Linked DNA regions of Ovis aries: region 2 is linked to region 1. Evidence: chromatin contacts called from public Hi-C data. All regions are on one chromosome and are shown on one strand. The core of a region is the stretch at or near the end of the contact, and the rest is flanking DNA. Distances in the headings are between cores, read along the strand shown.

Region 1 (3,093 bases), core at 143-2,642:
TCAGGGAAATTGGCGGGGCGGGGTGTCTCTGATTGCATGGAGGTTTGGCCCGCCCAGTCCCCTTTGGGCCTGCTTGACCCTGCCAGCCGTGAGGTGAGAAGTGAGAAACCACCTCCCACCCCAGGCTGGGCAGGGCAGACTCGCCAAGGCTCAGCTCAGAGCCTGGGGCAGCAAGGGGCCTGAGGGGAAGGGGGGCAGCCATCCACTGTGTCAGGGGCCCAGGAGGGCCTCTGGCCTGGGTCGGGGGAGAGGGCCTTGGACATCCTCAGAGTCCCCACCTAGGTGCAGTGGTCAGCTGTGCCGCAGCCCATCTGCCTTCCTGCTCACTCTACGGGGAGGCTGACGGATGGATATTGAGGCCCAGGAAGAGACAGAGGACGTCCAACGTCACAGAGCTAGCGGGTGACCACGCCAGGCCCCCAGGTCGTCCTCCCCTGCCTGCCTCCGGTGCAAACAGCTGTGGCTCAGGCCCAGGGGCAGCCCTGCACAGCCTCTGTCCCCGGGTCACCGGGTCAGGGCTCCCTAGTGTTCAGGGGCGGGGAGAACCCAACAGCAGGGGGCGCTCCAAGCCTGGACAGCAGACCCAGCCCAGGACTCAGGGCAAGACCAGTGTGTGCATATTCCCTTAACCTATGCTCTGCTGCTGCTGCTAAGTCGCTTCAGTCATGTCAGACTCTGTGCGACCCCATAGACGGCAGCCCACCAGGCTCCCCCATCCCTGGGATTCTCCCAGCAAGAACACTGGGGATAAAGCATCACTTCCAGTTGGACCTACTATGAAAAATGTTACTTTGCACATTCTTTTACCTGCTTCCTAGAGAACACGCCCAGGCGTTCAGGTATCAAAAGGAGAACTGTTAGGACCAGAGGCTTCCCTGTGGGATGTTTTCCCATCTAAATAATGGGACTGAATCTGCCCGCAGAGGCATCAGAGGGACCCACCTGGTGGTGAGCAGCTCGATCTCCGTGCTGCGCTCGCGCTCCAGCTTGCTGTAGGCCTCGCGGTGACGCCTCGCCTCCTCCTCCAGGGCCTGCTCGGCCGTGGTCTCCTGATCCTTCACCATCTCCTCCAGCTCGTGCACCCTGCGGAGAGGCATGCGGGCCCAGTGCAGGGCCAGCTCTCGTGGCCTCACTCTCCTCCCCTCAACCTAGGCTGCGACCAAGGGGAGCCCCGGACCCCACGTCACGGACAACCCAACTGTGGGCTGGTAGCTCTACTGACAGATGAACAGGGGACCCTGCAGAAGCTGAGGAGAGGCGGGCCAGCCACGCGTGCCACCGAAGGGCGGTGCCGGCAGTCAGTCCAGAGGGGAGAAGCGGGTCTCCTAGGGCGGCACGGAGAGGGCCGGCCTCACTGCAGCCGGATCAAACAGCCCAGAGGCCTCGCCTCCTCTTTTCACTCCCTCCCTTCCAGGACGGGATGCCTCTGATCAACAGTTCAGCTCACTGGGCACCTTGACTGCAAACATGGGCACGTCCTGGCCGGTGGTGAGCACGCCAGAGCTGGGGAAGGCCTGGCACCACTGTGGACCTTCTAACCCTGTGACTCGTGGCCAGGATGGTGTAACACTCCGGGACATGACCCTCTGGGAGGCTGACCCTCTGGGCTGCACAAGAGGACCTGTCTTTGAGTCCTCCAAGGTTGAGGACCAGACCCTGGGTGGGGATCAGTTTACCAAGTTTCAGGAGGGTTATACTCTACACGCACCACCTCATCAAGTTGTGTTCAGTGGGCCTCTGTCGGGGGGAGGGCAGAGCAATGCCTGGACCCCTCCCACAGGTGGCAGGTGTGAGCCCGACTCCCACCAGCCTCTCCCTCTGTAAAGCTTGTCCCCCGGAACGGAGCCAGGCTCTCATTGTTGCAGGACAGAGATAGGAAATGGGTCTCAACTTCCACCTTTGACCCGAGCTGGGGCTGCAGACCTGGAGGGCCGAGGTCAAGCTCTGTCTTCCTGGCCCCTAAAGACCTGTCCCCCTGGGCGCCCAACATGGGCGGGGCCAACAGCAAGGTGCTGACAGGTCACAGGCCCGCCGAGCTAGAAGGACACGCAGGTCACCCCCGCCCCGACCTCCCCCGGGGCGGTCGCGGCCGAGGCCGGCCTGACCTGTGCACCAGCTGTGTATTCTCCTGCTTCAGCTTGCTCTTCAGGTCCCCGTTGGTCAGGCTGTCGTTCTCCAGCTCTGTCACCTTTTTTTCCAGGAAGCTCACCTACCATAAGGGGGTGGCGGAGAAAACCTTTGAGTCCACAGGACAGAGAACCTAACGATGGTGAGACTGAGGCCAGGACCCCCACTGGTGTGTGAAGAGGAGTCATGTTGGGGTGGGGATGGGATGGATGTGTCCAGGTGGTCGGGGCTGCCTACCCCCAACTCCTGGGTCTTCCACGTCCCCAGGCAGTACCTCAGAGCACCCCAACCCCACCCCAGGGGGCACGCGTGGCGAGTCCCGTCTGCCCACGCCCGCCCTGGCGCACCTTCTCCGTGATGTCGTTGTCACAGGAGTCAATGCTGTCCCGGAACAGGTCCTCGGTGCTGCCGTTGCTGCTGCTAAAGTTGCTGCTGTGCATGAGCTGCCTGGGGGTGGTGTGGTGGGGGGGAAATGCATGTCTGTGCATGAGCTGCCTGGTGGGGAGGGGGAGGCCTGTCCTGCTGCAGGGGCCTTGGGGAGACTGGGGTTCAGACTCAGCCTATGGGCTGGGGGAGCACCCCAGACCGCTGGGAGAGTACCAGGAACCCCTCTGAGGAGGCTGCCCTCCCTCAGTCAGGGGAGCAAAGTGGCCTGACCCCTGACCGCAAGAGATCGCTTTGCCCAGAGGACAGCAGACAAGCTGCAATGGCCCTCCTGAGCCCGGTAGACGTGGTCAGTCCACCAGGGACTTTCCTCCTGCTCCCTGTGCTCACTGGGGGGCCAGCTAAAAGGTGACGTGGGACCCAGCTAGTGGAGGCACCCTCCCCCAGCCCCACCTCCTGAGCCCCTTCCACCTGGGAACCACCCCAATGAGGCGGCTGGGCACCACAATCCGGGAAGAGGGCCTGGGCCCCCCGAGGCCACCCAGCCCCCTAACCAAGCTGACTCCTGCTATGTCACTGGGG
Region 2 (3,208 bases), core at 560-3,059, 96 kb after region 1:
TTAAAGACTGCCACGTAGAAGTGAGACCCATGTGAGTCCCTGTGAAGAACCACAATGACTAAGTGACAGCAGGTTTGGCTCCTGAGTGTTAAGAGGCAGAAGCGCAAACAAGAGGAGCTGCTCAGCTCCGGGAGAAGGTGGGGCTGGTGAGGGGCTCACCGAGAGCTAACGTGGCTGCCTGCCAGAGCCTGCTGGGAAGCTCTTCCCACCATTGAGACCGTGGCTCTGGGACTCCAGTTGCAGCCAGGGCCAGCTGGGGTCTGCAGCCTGCCTCAGAGGATGGGAGGGGTCAGACCAGCCTTTGGGAAGAAAGATCAAGGGGCTGCAGGAAAGCGCCCTGAGCAGATCCTGGCAGAGGGAGAGCCTGGGTTCCAAAGGGCGGGCAGCAATGGGCCTCTCCCACACGTGGTACCTGAGTCCTCAGACTTGACACCTGCCTCATCCTCTTCTACCTACCGCTCTCAGGGACTCCCAGGCCCCAGCCCAGCCCAGCGACCACAAAGAGACGATTATCTATCATCCTTCCCCCTTGCCAGGTGACAGGGAGGCATGGATCCAACCCAACCAGGCCCGGGTTCTCCCATGTTCTGGAATGCTAGGCCCCAGCTGTTCCCGGAACAGAAAGCCAGGGAGTGCCAATGCAGAGCCAGAGGCCTCAGGTGGCCTTGGAAAGTCACTACTCAAGGTTTCGTGCCCTGACCATTTCAGAGTGGGCAGGAGCAGGAGTGTGGGATGCTCTCCTGCCAGGTAGGTGCCTTGCACATCCCCCACCACACACACATACCCACCTCTCCTCCATGGCATGAGAGGACACTGGTCTCTGCTCACCCTACTGGCAGCACCCACCCTCGGATCACAGCCCTGCTAACACTGTTCCTGCTTTCCCCAGATCCGCGCGGCCCCCACCCCGTTGCAGACACTGCTCAGCTGCTGTTCCCCAGCTTGGCTGTGGCAGGCTTGCTTGCCGCCACAGCCAGCTGCCAGTCAGGCCTGCCCCTCGGAGCCCGCAGGGTGCGGGGAGGAGGGGTGGTCACCAGGCGCTAGGCTGAGAATCCAGGAAGGCCGAAGGCAGACACCTCCCGCTAGGTTCCAGGCCGGCTGGGTGCAGTCAAGGGGCCGAGGCGGTAGAGCGCCCCTAGTTGTCCTCTCCTACCCTCGGCCAGGCCCAGTGGGGCGTGTGCTTCCCCCCTACTCCATCCCGCCCCTAACCCCGGCCCCCGTCCTGGGATTCCTGCACCGGACCTCTGCAATTCGGTCTCCGCAGGGCAGGCAGGGGAGGGGGTCCCAGAGCTAGAATCTGACGGTTCCCCCCGCCCCATATACCGAGTAGGCTGAAGAATGGTTAGAGGGACCCTCAGGGCCCGGGGTAAGCAAGGTGGGCAGAGAAGCCCCCCTGCTCCCCACTCCGGGGCGCGATGCGTGACACTCGCAGCACCTGCGCGAAAGGTGGAAAGCCAGGGTCCGACAGGGCGGGGAAGCCCCGGGGCTCGAAGTCCTCAGGTCCGGCGGGATGCCTCAGGGCTGCAGCCGCCGCCGCCGCCGGGGACTGGGAGCGGGCAGGTGAAAGGGCTAGGAAGCCGGGGGTGGGGGGACTGGGGCGCGGGCACCCCCGCCGCGGGGCCCTTACCTCCTCGCCTTGGCCAAAGCGCAGTCCGAGCGCCGCGACGCGCTCCACGCGCAGGAAGCCGTCGGGGTCGCGGCCGCACACCTCGAACACCTCGCGCAGGCGGCGCACTGAGCGCAGCAGAGCCGCGGGGGCGCCCGCCCAGCCCGCGCCGCCCGCCATCCGGGCCGGCCCCGCAGCTAGCCCGAGCCACGCGCCCTCCCGCCCCGCGCCGCCGCCGCCGCCGCCGCCGCCATCGCCGCGCGCCCTCCGCCCGGCGCTGCGACGCGCAGCCTCCGCCCGGTGGCGGCGGCGGCCGAGCCGTGTCAGCAGCGGCGCCGCAGCCCCGCGGCTCGGGGCGGGCGGGGGAGCGGGAGGCTGCAGACAAAAGGAGCCGCGCGCCTCCGAGGGCGGCCGCCCGCGCGGCCCCGCCGCCGCCGCCCCCAGGCTCGGGATCCCTGGGCCGCTCAGAGCTCGTCCCGTCCCCTAGAGAGCGGGAGGGTGGGTGTGCGACCCGCGCCCGGAAACCCAGGGCGGCCCCAAGGCTCCGCCCCTGCTTGGAGGAGTCCGCGAGGAAGCCCGAGCGCCCCCACCGGACCACCCGCGCTGGGGTCCAGCCGCCTCTCCCCCACCTCAGCCCCCCACCAGACGCCAACCCATCCCCGCTCACCGCGCCCTTTGTACGCGCCGGCGGTGCCGAGCGCTCAGTGTGTCCTAGAGGTTTCCTGTATTAGCGCGCTGGACTTGTTCCACTCGCCGCTGAGAAAGCTGAGACTCAGAGAGGTTGAACTACTTGCCCTAGGCCGCTCAGCCAGTCGGGGGCCAGGTCAGGATTCCTAGCCAGTCTGCAGCGGGATGGAGCTAGGCCCTCTACTCTTCCCCTCCTCTCTGCTGCCCCTTAAAGAATAGTTTCCAGGCTTAGGTCAGCACGGGCCTTCCCAGCAGAACTCAGGGCCAGCTCCGGGCTGGGCAAGGGCCGGGAGAGCGGGAGCGGGGACCCTGGGACAGAAGCGAGTAAGGGGAGACAGAGCAGTCAGGAGGAAGGAAAAGCAAGAGCTGCTCACAAGGCCGGCCTGGGGCCGCCCAGCATCTTGGGGAAGTTTCCTCCCTTCCCTTGAGTTCCCACGCTCACCCCTTTATTGCACCCTGGACCCTCAAGCTGAGAACCCGGGAAAGTCTTGGCCCTGGGGCTGATGGCAGCCTCCAGGCCTGTACCTTAGCCTCCTCCCAGTCCTGCTTAGCTCCCAATCCCTGCTCCTGGGACTCCCAGTTTCGCCCCCCGGCTCTGCAGAACCTGGCCTGGCTCTCTTCTCCTCCTTTTTGTTGCTCAGCATGCCTGGCCCTCGTGGCACTAGTTGTACCCAGCCCAAATGCAGGTCTTGGCTGAACCCACCCGCACTTAAGTTTTCCAGCTCAGTTCAGAGGTTTCCTCCTTTAGGAAGCCTTCCCTGACAGCACTCCATTTTGCCTGTTACTCTGATTTCTGATCCCCTCCTCCAGATGCTGACTTAGTTTTGTCATTCTCTGGTGGGCTGCCCATCTCCCCCATGGGCATGCTGGGAAATTCTCCAGGGCAGGATGTATCTTCGTCACTCTTGTTCCTCA

What was found. A called contact is a pair of places that touch in the nucleus more often than the background predicts.
Region 2: a contact with region 1 is called in a Hi-C map of liver, with 2.9 times the contacts expected there. The contact joins the promoter of RAB11FIP4 here to the enhancer-like site in region 1. A contact is called at or near these places in 11 of 16 Hi-C or Micro-C datasets (blood, hypothalamus, liver and 4 more).

What each region holds. Positions count from the first base shown.
Region 1 is chr11:18,253,794-18,256,886 of ARS-UI_Ramb_v3.0, forward strand. It overlaps RAB11FIP4 (RAB11 family interacting protein 4), which reads right to left. Exons shown (of 15, transcript XM_042255436.2): 8 at 2,475-2,574; 9 at 2,106-2,209; 10 at 943-1,083. Among named protein-coding and RNA genes, the nearest start is that of TRNAT-CGU, 23 kb to the left of the region's middle. Within about 2 kb of position 1,393, at least 2 of the 54 cell types and tissues checked have an H3K27ac peak or open chromatin away from gene starts, as enhancers often do. A contact at or near this core is called in liver, where this site is marked.
Region 2 is chr11:18,349,688-18,352,895 of ARS-UI_Ramb_v3.0, forward strand. It overlaps RAB11FIP4 (RAB11 family interacting protein 4), which reads right to left and starts at 1,810. Exons shown (of 15, transcript XM_042255436.2): 1 at 1,628-1,810. The coding sequence starts at 1,786.